3 separate regions of the Mus musculus genome follow, and all the other regions are linked to region 1. Evidence: chromatin contacts called from public Hi-C data. All regions are on one chromosome and are shown on one strand. Each heading gives the region's core, a stretch centred on a gene start, on an enhancer-like site or on the middle of the called end of the contact. The rest is flanking DNA. Distances are from core to core; before and after follow the strand shown.

The links. Hi-C and Micro-C count contacts between places; a contact is called where the count stands out from the background.
Region 2: a Hi-C map of CD4 T cells shows a contact between it and region 1, with 2.9 times the contacts expected there. The contact joins two enhancer-like sites. A contact is called at or near these places in 31 of 484 Hi-C or Micro-C datasets (CD4 T cells, CD4 single positive thymocytes, CD8 T cells and 19 more), 9 of 115 datasets of contacts at active chromatin or transcription factors (CD4 T cells, CD8 T cells, astrocytes and 5 more) and 2 of 9 other capture datasets (embryonic stem cells and liver).
Region 3: a Hi-C map of CD8 T cells shows a contact between it and region 1, with 6 times the contacts expected there. The contact joins two enhancer-like sites. A contact is called at or near these places in 2 of 15 datasets of contacts at CTCF or cohesin (CD8 T cells and thymocytes), 39 of 484 Hi-C or Micro-C datasets (CD4 T cells, CD4 single positive thymocytes, CD8 T cells and 26 more), 14 of 115 datasets of contacts at active chromatin or transcription factors (CD4 T cells, CD8 T cells, Th17 cells and 9 more) and 3 of 9 other capture datasets (adipose tissue, embryonic stem cells and liver).

Annotation. Positions count from the first base shown.
Region 1 is chr2:117,326,739-117,330,069 of GRCm38.p6, forward strand. All of the region lies in intron 2 of Rasgrp1 (RAS guanyl releasing protein 1), which reads right to left. Among named protein-coding and RNA genes, the nearest start is that of Rasgrp1, 14 kb to the right of the region's middle. Within about 2 kb of position 1,748, at least 59 of the 459 cell types and tissues checked have an H3K27ac peak or open chromatin away from gene starts, as enhancers often do. A contact at or near this core is called in CD8 T cells, CD8 central memory T cells, T follicular helper cells and 8 more, where this site is marked.
Region 2 is chr2:117,419,989-117,423,414 of GRCm38.p6, forward strand. No RefSeq gene overlaps it. Among named protein-coding and RNA genes, the nearest start is that of Gm13982, 4.0 kb to the left of the region's middle. Within about 2 kb of position 1,608, at least 20 of the 459 cell types and tissues checked have an H3K27ac peak or open chromatin away from gene starts, as enhancers often do. A contact at or near this core is called in Th1 cells, Th2 cells and regulatory T cells, where this site is marked.
Region 3 is chr2:117,444,803-117,448,511 of GRCm38.p6, forward strand. All of the region lies in intron 1 of Gm32137 (a long non-coding RNA gene), which reads left to right. Among named protein-coding and RNA genes, the nearest start is that of Gm32137, 6.7 kb to the left of the region's middle. Within about 2 kb of position 2,284, at least 52 of the 459 cell types and tissues checked have an H3K27ac peak or open chromatin away from gene starts, as enhancers often do. A contact at or near this core is called in CD8 T cells, CD8 central memory T cells, T follicular helper cells and 8 more, where this site is marked.

The sequences.
Region 1 (3,331 bases), core at 498-2,997:
CCCACGCCAGCTTTTCCCAGACTACCTCGTAAGGCACGCTGCTTGTGCTCAAACCCTTGTCTCAGGATCTGCTTCTGGGACAGCTCAAACCCAGGCACACCTATTTCATCCATCCTAGCACAACCTTTAAAACTTCCCATCACTCCTGACCATCTTTGCAGAGGAGACCAAGTACAGAAAAACAGTTTGCCGTGGGCAGCGCTTGGTAAAGAGAGTCAGAATTCGTGTCCCAAACTCGCAGAACCATGTGGCCTCCCATGGCCTTCTGCTGTGGGTCTGTTCTCTGCCTTGCTGTGCCAAGGCCAAGGCATTTCCATCATCCAGACTGAGTGTGTGTGTGTGTGTGTGTGTGTGTGTGTGTGTTGGAGGAAGTACTGCATTCTCTCACTTCCTTTAAAAAACAAAAAACAAAAACCAGAAAACAGAGCCTCCAGTGGGAACAGCACATACTGAAGTCCATAGTTTCTTTTGAATACCCAGGAATTCATCATCGGAGTGTGAACAGGCAGATATGACATGGTATGCCTAGGACAGTGCATAGATCAGCTATTTTTATGGTGTGTAACCAAAGTATCTCCTTGTCAGTCTTTCCTATCCCCTCTTTATACTAAAGGATATTAACGTTCCCCAATTGCGTAGTATAGTAGGTTTCCTTTGGAAAATCTCATACTATAATGCATGAAACATGTATAGAACACACTAGGGTCACACTGAGCCTTAGCTTTCCTTTTCTTGCTCCCATCCTTCCTCTTTCTAAATAGTGCTCCTCCTCTCCCCCTCCCTCTCCTCCTCCTCCTCCTCCTCCTCCTCCTCCTCCTCCTCCTCCTCCTCCTCCTCCTCCTCCTCCTTCTCTTCCTCCCATCCTCTTCTCCTTCTCTTTCTCCTTCTTCTTCTTTTGAGGCAGGGCCTCACTGTAGCCCTGCCTGGCCTGGAACTCACTATGTAGCTCAGAATGGCCTGCAACTCTGAGACATCTGCTTGCCTCTGCTTCCTGGGTGTTGAAATTAAAGGTGGGCACCACTGCACTCCATCCCCCTTTTTCTTTTCAGGCTGAGTGCACAATAATGATGAACAGATCTTGTAAAAAGTGGATACAAGGATTGATTTGATAGGATGGTGTGTGTACACATGTATACATGGAAATGTCATGCTAATACCATTAATATATAATAGTTAATATTAGTAAAATTTAAAAATAAAAGATTGAAAAATACATGAATAAAGCAATCATGATTTATTAATATCAAACTAAGTATCCAAAATTCATATATGTAATTAGCCAGGCAGTGATAGCACATGCTTTTAATCCCAGCACTTGGGAGGCAGAGACAGCCGGATTTCTGAGCTTGAGGCCAGCCTGGTCTACAGAGTGAGTTCCAGGACAGCCAGGGCTATACAGAGAAACCCTGTTTTGAAAAATAAAAATAAAAAATAGATGTAATTATAAAAATATATATAATTATTAATTGTGAGCTATCTGCATATATACAGACATATACAGGATTGATCTCTTTTAATCTAGAGTTGTTTTCTTCATATTTTCCCCTGTGACACTATGAAGGTCCACTTCCTCAGTTAGCTAAATCTACCTGTGATTGGTGACAAGGTAATAGGACTCTAAGCCATTGGGCACGCAGGCAGTGCGGGAGACTATAGGCACAATAAGTAAGGGGAGTATGTTCATAGAGTAGAGCCAACTCACAAGTTATTACAGAGTGAGGACTCATCCTTAGCAGGAACTGAAGATAGCTGGGTAGCCAGCAGTGTGGCTCCTGTGGCTGACCTCTGGAAAGAACTGTATCAGATGCTAACTGCTTTATTGTGTGGTTGGAGTGGCCCAGGCCTGGAGGTAAATGGCGAAGCTCTTGGATGAAGTAAAGTTGGAATCCAAGGTGTGAAAGAAAGGAAGGAAGTATGGAAAAGTCCCTATGCTCACGCAGGAAGCAAGCAACGCAGAGTTAGCCAACTGCTCAACAGACTCAAGGGTGCTCTGTAGGGTGTGACTATATGTTAACAAGTACACTCACTCACATATGATAATTAGGGGGACACCCGTTTCCTGAGTGCTTCAGTTCCTCTTTAAAATGGGGCTGTTCAAAAGATCATATAAACAAGTCCATACTACAGTTCGGCAGATCACTGAGAGGAGACAGAAGAACTCTCTGCTCTTCTACTTGGGAATTCTCACTTTCCATCTGAGCCTTCAGATGATTTTATACTCAACACCCATCTTGCTCCTATGAATCCGTGTTCTCCTTCAGGATAAAATTAGTACTCTCTGCTCTTTCTTCCTCCTGTAGTAGTACCTATGTTCTTTTGTTCATTTCAGTCAATCACTGGTGTGCCCCTTGTTCAAGCTCCATCTTGGCAGCTGGTTCTGCCAAACGGTACAACCATTTAGCAAGATGCTCAGTGCCTGAGCCCTGGCCTGTTCTGCACTAAAAAGGAAGGAAACAGTACGGCCTCCTCAGATGCTGCCCGCCACCTCACAGTCACTGCAAAAGCAGCTGGACTGAGCAGACTTCAGCCTCTTCTAGGCTCTGCTATAAATCCCACCTCACTGCTCCTTCATTATAACTTAGAGAAGTTATAATGAAGGCAAGAGATTTTATTCTTCGTTTCTGACAGTAAACCTTTAACTCACTTTCGCCACACATAACGAAGAAGAATGCTTGCCTCTTGGATTTTCAGTTAGTTTAAGTATTGCTCCCTTTCATTCATTCTATCTGTAATCAGCCCTAGGCTATTATAATTAGCACTTTACATTGGAAAAATCAGTATTCTTCTTCTCTGGAAATGCCTTTAATTCTTCATCAGCGTCATTTTGGTTGCCAAGCAACCCTCAATTTTATGTCCCATATTTGATGGAATTATGCCAGCATTATTTTCTTAGGATCAATTTTAGGATAGAGTAGAAACCTTGTATGCTAGCACGCTTCTTGGCACGTAGTAATGTTCATCGCAGGATCACAATTGGTTAAGATGTGAATATTGAACACACAGAGGTATGGAGAATCTATCACAAGACATGCACTATGTTCACAGTATCCGTGCATATCCATAGGAGAACGCTGAGACAAATCCAAGAATGTTCATAGCTAACACTGTTTGTGGGGGTAGGATACAGAACTGTAATTTTTTTCCTTTTAAAAAGTTTTTAAAATGATTTTTAATTTTGTTTTACATGCATTCGTGTTTTGCCTGCATGTGTGTTTGTGAGGGTGTCAGATTTACTGGAACTGGAATTATAGATCGTTGTGAGTCACCATGTAAGTGCTGGGAATTGAACCAGGATCCTCTGGAAGAACTGCCAGTGCTTTTGACCTCTGAA
Region 2 (3,426 bases), core at 358-2,857, 93 kb after region 1:
AGGCAAGCACGTGGTGCATGTTCAAGCACAAATATGCAAGCAAAACACATGCACACATCAAATAAAATAAGTAAATCTTTAAAAATAATAAAACTGTACAAAATTTTTAAAAAATCTATTATTGCTCTACTATATTTGAGGTGCTCATTGGTGCATATGGGTGCTAGGGACCTTGCTGGAGAGGAGAGGAGAGGAGGGGAGGGGAGGGGAGGGGAGAGGAGGGGGAGAATGGGGAGGGAAGAGGAGGGGAGGGGAAGGGAGAGGAGAGGAGAGTTCCACAAGAATGGGTCTGTCTTCTGAGAGAACTTGAGATTCTATCCCCACTTGTAAAATTTCGGTGTGTGCACTTAAACAGCCATATACATGGGACTGTAGTGTCCCGGGTAGAGGACCACATTCCTCAGAAAATGGTGAGAGTATAGAAAAAGACCAAGTCCGCAGAGCTTGTCTCCGTTGTCAGGGTGCACTGAGTTGCTTCAGTAGCACACAAACCCAAATGTCAGTGGCTTTAACTAGTAAATTATTTTCTCTCTTGTCTCTATGTCTTAGCTTAGTTGAGGGAACTTGGCGACATGCAGGAACTCAGATATGTCCTTTAATCTACCCAATTCTATCTCTCAGGGCGGTTACAGCCTGGAAATATTATTGATTACAAAGGCAGAGAAGAATGCTATGTTTAGTTTGGAATCAGGATCTCCTCTCCCCCCCGCCCCCCCCCCCCCGCCTTTCTCTCTCTCTCCTCTCTCTCTGCAGCAGAAAATCTTAACCTAATTTTGCAGAGTAGAAAATGAAGAGAAATGAGACACATGGCTGACGACGTGTACACTGAACACCAGTAGTCTGCTTGGCCCTGAGCTCTGGAATCCAAACCCTCTGGTGAGGGTTTGTCCAACCCTAGGAAACGACCCCCCCCCCATCGGTCAAGGCAGGGGGCTTCTCCTTATCTACCGTTTTTCTCTTCATTTTGATTTCAAATCATAGTAGATGGAGATCAATGTGGCCTTCTCTCTGTCTTACTGTCTCTTTCTCTTTTAAATTAGCAGTCCTTTTTTGGAGACTAAAATACAGCTAGGGACCTGATCAGGACTGAATTGTGTTCCTTCTGCATTCTTCTGTCAAAGCCTTTTCCTTAAGTAAGGGTGGATTTGAAGGCAGGGCCTTTAGGGAAGTAGTGAAAGAGAAGTCTCAGGTGGAAATGGCATTCTTATAAAAAGAAAAAAGAGAGCTGTGAACCTTTCTGGACTCTTTACATATACAGGGAAGACAGCCAGACTTGTAGAGTCCTCACCTGCAACCAGTGGGAATTGCACTTTGGTCTTGGACCTCCAGCCTCCACGAATTGAGAGGTTTAAGCTGTTGTTTAAGCTGCCCAATCTGTATGATTTTACACTGGGAGTCCAGGAGGACGTGTCAAGGACCTGTCCCACGGTCTATCCTCTAGCCATACAGAATGCATACAGAATGTCTTCCCATGACTTGGGGAGACTGAGGAGTTGTTTTTGAAGTGGAGGTGAAGAGTTGTAGAGAAATAAACAGACACCCAGGCAGCACTCAGCCTGCTTTTAAAAACACATCTGTGGAACTCACCTCAAAGGAGACAGCTAAGGCGATCAACCAACAAAAGGCTTCCTGTTTTCAGGAGGTGCATATATCCCCAACCTTCATTCCTCAGTGTCAGCCCAGCTAGTCAGTTCTGACATCTGACACTCTTTTTAATGTGTCTTTGTTGATTTTCTTCCTTTCGTTTGGACCCAATGTCTTTATGTGCCTCCAGCTTTCAAATCCCAGCTCTGTGAAACTGCTTTGCTGTGATGCCTACTGACTCATCTGCCTTGGAACTCTTGCTGCCTCTCTCCTAAACCAGTGATGTGTGTTCCTGACTGTGTGTTCCCTAGGGTAGGTCATTTTGATATGGACAAAGGGCTGTCTCTAAAACTGCTCCAAACATTATGTAGGAATGAGTGAGAGCCCAAACGTTGAGCTATAAAGGAAATGCACACAACATGTTTGTATCTATTTTTATTTTTAGTGTGTGTGTGTGTGTTGTGTATGTTTGGAGATAGAAAACAGAGAGACAGAGAGAGACTGAGATAGAGAGACAGAAATATCAACACACAGAGAGACAGAGAAAGACACTCTCTCTCTCTCTCTCTCACACACACACACACACACACACACACACACACACACACAGAGAGAAAGAGAGAGAGAGAGAGAGAGAGAGAGAGAGAGAGAGAGAGAGAGAGAGAGAGAGAGAGAGATGCATGTGGTCTTCCATGTGTGTGAAGAGACCAGAGGTTGACGTTTGGTATCAGCTGTTCTACATGTTTTTATTATCAGGGTCAAGAAACAAAACCTCAAGTTCAATGATTTGGCTAGAGTGTTGGGCTAGCAAGCCAAGTAGATCCGTCTCCACCAGTGTTGGGGTTACAGCCATGCACCTAACACCTGGATTTTTATGTGGTTTCTGGGGGTCTATACTCAGGACCTCATGTGTGTGCTGAAAGTAGGTGACCCACTGAGCTATTTCTGAAGACCTTATAACACGTTGAAAGTACATCATCTACTACATCTGTATGTACTCACTTAGACAATGTACTCCATTGTTAATGTGAGCAGACATTACATTTTAATGGGATTTGTGGTTTGAATAACGATGCCCTACCTGGTCTGAGAAGATCGGCCAGTGTCTGCTTCTTACTGAAGCAGCTGAGGTGCGTATGACCGATGAGGCAGGAATGTAGGTTTTGCCCACTTTTTTCTGTCAATTTGTAGTGAGTTGCCAGCATTATCTTCAACATAAAAATAATCAAAAAAAACCTTACATGGCATCTGTGCCTTTTGTGAGAACTATGCTGCCTGTTTCTGACTAATTAATGGATTCTCACTGGAAGCGACAGATAAGCCAACCTGTCACAGGAGCAGCCCCGGCTCTCCCTTCCTCCTTCTGCAGGTCCCACACTTCAGAAGACACAGGGCTGTGATTTGTGGCCCAGGTGGAGGCCCTGGTGCCCCGCTCCTCCTCTTTGGTTCTGTTTATTTATTGGTTTAGGCTGCTCTTTTTCAGATTTTCTTCTTATATCCTTGAATTTGTTTATAAGGCCTTCAAAGGCAAGGTGACTCCAATGTTTGTCTCTGTGGGCACGTGGTCACACATTACTGTTTTTTTCCTCTTGATTTCTGCCTCCCCGACCTCCGTAAAATCTGAATCCAGGGGAACCAGGCTTCAATACTTGAGTGGCTGGCATTTCTATATATGGTCAGGTGAATAAAGCACACACCAATATGTGTTTTTTCTTCCACCGGGCACAGTGGTCACACTTAAAATCCCAGCACTCAGGAAATCAGTGGTTTAAGGTCCCACTCATCCCCTATTACATAGTGAGTTCAAGGTCAGCCTGGGATACATTTCCATCCATAAGTTAG
Region 3 (3,709 bases), core at 1,034-3,533, 120 kb after region 1:
TTTCATTAGGAAGAACTCCTATGCAATTAGGGTCTGGACTCCACTTGGCTCTTTGCCTTAACAGCCCGTTCAGCTGCCTTCAGCTGCACCCTTGAGCGCCGCCTTCAGGTAGGTCCTGGTACTAGCCTGATGTTTAAGGGCCTCAGTATTGCGTGCAAACTAAAGCCTGCAGCCAACTTCCTTAGTGTCCTGCATGAGTTTATGGCACAAGTCCCAGAAAACAGAAGTATGCCTGACTGCTTATTCTCACAGGAGATTTTATTATCTTGTGACGACCTAATACTAATTATTTTCATCATACTTAATTTGGAGACTTTAAAGTGGAAACTTACTAGCCAGAAGACTCAATTCAGTTGAAACAGTGGTTTGAGTCACTAGCCACTGAGGTTACTGCAAAGATGAGCAAAATTACTATATGTTTTTAAAAATTGAATTATAAGACAATGCAGAATTCGAATTCAGGCTCTTATTTTTTCTTTTTTTTTTCATTTTTTAAAGATTTTATTTATTTTATATAAATGAGTACACTGTAGCTGTCTTCAGACACCCCAGAAGAGGGCATTGGATCCCATTACAGATGGTTGTGAGCCACCATGTGGTTGCTGGGACTTGAACTCAGGACCTCTGGAAGAGCAGTCAGTGCTCTTAACCACTGAGCCATCTCCAGCCCCCTCTTATTTTTTAAAATTTCTAACCCAGTTGTTCTTCCCAATTATTCTCTTTCCCTTCTCTTTGTCTCTTTCTTTTTAAACTTGGAAACTCCCTGCTTAGATGATGAGCTGAATTTTCAGGAGAAGAGTCTGAGATATGGAATTGGAAGCCCAAATGAAGCTGGCCACGCCAGCCTTATTGTGACTCCCTAACAGTTTAGTAAAAGGCTGAGGCCAGGATTGGGGACTTCAGTTGTACAAAACCCACCAGAGCCTCACAGTCTGCTTCATCAACACGATCTGTCTGTTTTGGAAAGAACTAGGCTGTGCCTTCCCAGACGCTGCAGACCACTCTCCTTCCATGTGGATGCACTGACGCTACCATGTGTCATGGAGACTGGCGAGTCCCATTGCCAGCCATACGACTTACACTTCCCAGATAACTTTGTAAAGACACCGAGACCTATAGCGATCAAGTGAGTTAGATCTAACTGGACTGGGATGGCTCTACTGGGAGCCAGCATCAAGGGACCACTGGCTTAGCATAGCTGAGATTCCATTACAAAAGCTAGAAGAGGGGTTGCTTCACCTCTCTTAGACGTGTACCCTTTCATACCTTTAAACTCAGGCCCTTAATAAGGAGCCTTGATGGAGATGTGACAGCCAGACAAGTGTATTATCTTGTACTGATAAAATATACTTTTCAAAATTCAGCACAGGGACTGAAGAAAGATGGCCCAGCTATTGAGACTGCCTCTTGATCTTCCAGAGAACATGAGTGAGGTTCCAAGCACTCACTTTTGGTGTTGCACAATCCCCTATAGTTCTGGCTCAGAGAGATCTAAGTATCCTCTTCTGGTCTTTGCAGGTACCTTTGACCCCCCTGACTCTCTCACATACACATAGCCCTTGTTTCTTCCTAGCTGCAAACTGCAACATTTACCTCAAAGCCACTATTAACCTCTTATTTCTGAAGAAGAGTACAAGAAAGATTTAAAATTTACTTCTTAAATGTCACTCTTGCTAACACATTTTAAATTGGTGGAGCAGAAGTGACAACACAGGCAGCCTTGGGGTGGGTGAGGTTGTGACATAAAGAGCAAGAACCCTCTAGCCACGGGGTATTGGCCAGCTCTTTTGGTAGCTGAATGTGCTTCTGAAGTGTAGCTGTTCAGCATGTGGTATATCGATGGACTGCACCTGCCCCCCACCCCCACCTCCGCCCCCGGAGTCAGGAGCTGGCTCACAGATATGTATTCTAGACCAGACGAAGCTCTGTGCCCTTCCATCTCCCTCATACTTGATCTGGAGCAAAGGGTTTGGTTTGTGTTCCTTCCTGTTTGCCAGTGTTAGCTGGCTCATGCCAGAATGGACTGAAGACATCTTTTCTAGCTCATTCTTGCTCTTTTGTGCCACGGTTTTGAAGAACAGGGAACTTAGACAGGTGAGTTGTTCCTGGGTGTGTGGTCAGGGTCCTAGCCAATCAGGGATGCTCAAGATTGCAAGGTACAGCAGGGCCGCTCTGAGGGCTTTCTGTCAGGCACTTGTCCCACCTGGAACTCTGCTGAGGGCTGCAGCCTGCCATCTGAGAGCTAACCACCATGCTGACTCACCATCCTTGTGGTTGAGAGAACATTAGCGAGCAAGAGTCTCCCATGAGCCTTAGCGCTTCAAAATATAGGACAGAGAACCTCCACCGGAAGGGTATTTGGCTAGTGAGAAACCAACCCTTTCCTGTCCTCTTTCTCTCTCTCTTTTACTCTGTATTGTTGTTAAGTGGCCAGGAAGACATGGGCTATTTGCTCTCAAATCCCCAGGGAAAAAGTGAAGTTGAGTCAGGAACCAGGGAAAGTGACAGGTATAACCTCTGTCTATAGGAACTCTCTGGGGTACAGAGGATGCTACCTATCTGTTGCTGCTAGGCTTCCTGCTACAACTAACCCTGTACCTAGCACAGCCTCTGCCAGTCCGTTGGTAAAGCTCCATGCATGATTCTTAGAGAAATGTTGTGACCATTGCCAGAGACCTTCAGAAATCTCAGACCAGGGCTGCAGCTTGGATAATTCAGGGATGCAGGTGGGGGGGGGGGAGGGGAGGGGAGGAGATGAGGGAGGTTTTCTTTCACCTTCTATTCATGTTTTCACCTCGTGCACTAATCGGAATGCCCAGGGCATGGCAGCTCTGACCCACTCAGGCTTCCTCCCCAACCCACTTCCACTGGTAGTGACATCTTACCTCAACACCCAGTTCTTCACCTGGCATATTAAGGCACAAAAATAACAACTTGAACATACAGTGAGGTGGCAGAAAGACTAAGGTATTTATGTCCTAATACCCAGAAGCCGAATATATTGCTTTACAAGGCAAAGAGGACTTTGTATGTGTGATTAAAATTATGGACCCGAGGTTGGGGAAGTTACCCTGGATTCACTGGGGGTCAGCTCAGTTTAGTGCTCAGAAGCAGACAACCTTCCCTAGGCAGAGGCAGAGAAAGGTGAGCATGAAAAATGTTGAAAGAAAACATTTAGAGTTCCAGTTCTCTCTCTCCAATATCAGGATCTCTGTGAAAGGATAGGAACTGTGGGTGGCCCTACTCGGCAGCTATCAAGGGAACAGGAGCCCCGGTTCCCCAGATCCACACAACTACTGACATCCAAATAAGCGAAGGCGCAGCTTCTCCTTTGGGGCCCTCAAGAGGAGCACATTCATGTTGACACTCTATTTTCTTTCTTTCTTTCTTTCTTTCTTTCTTTCTTTCTTTCTTTCTTTCTTTCTTTCTTTCTTTCTTTCTCTATCTCTCTCTCTCTCTCTCTCTCTCTCTCTCTCTCTCTCTCCCCCTCCCTCCCTCCCTCCCTCCCTCTCTCTCTCTGTCTCTCTCCCTTCCTTCCTCCCTCCCTCCTTCTTTCTTTCTTTCTTTCTTTCTTTCTTTCTTTCTTTCTTTCTTTCTTTCTTTCTCTCTTTTTCTTTTTTTTTTGTTTTTTTTTCGAGACAGGGTTTCTCTGTGTAGCCCTGGCTGTCCTGCAGCTCATTTTGTAGACCAGGCTGGCCTTGAACTCAGA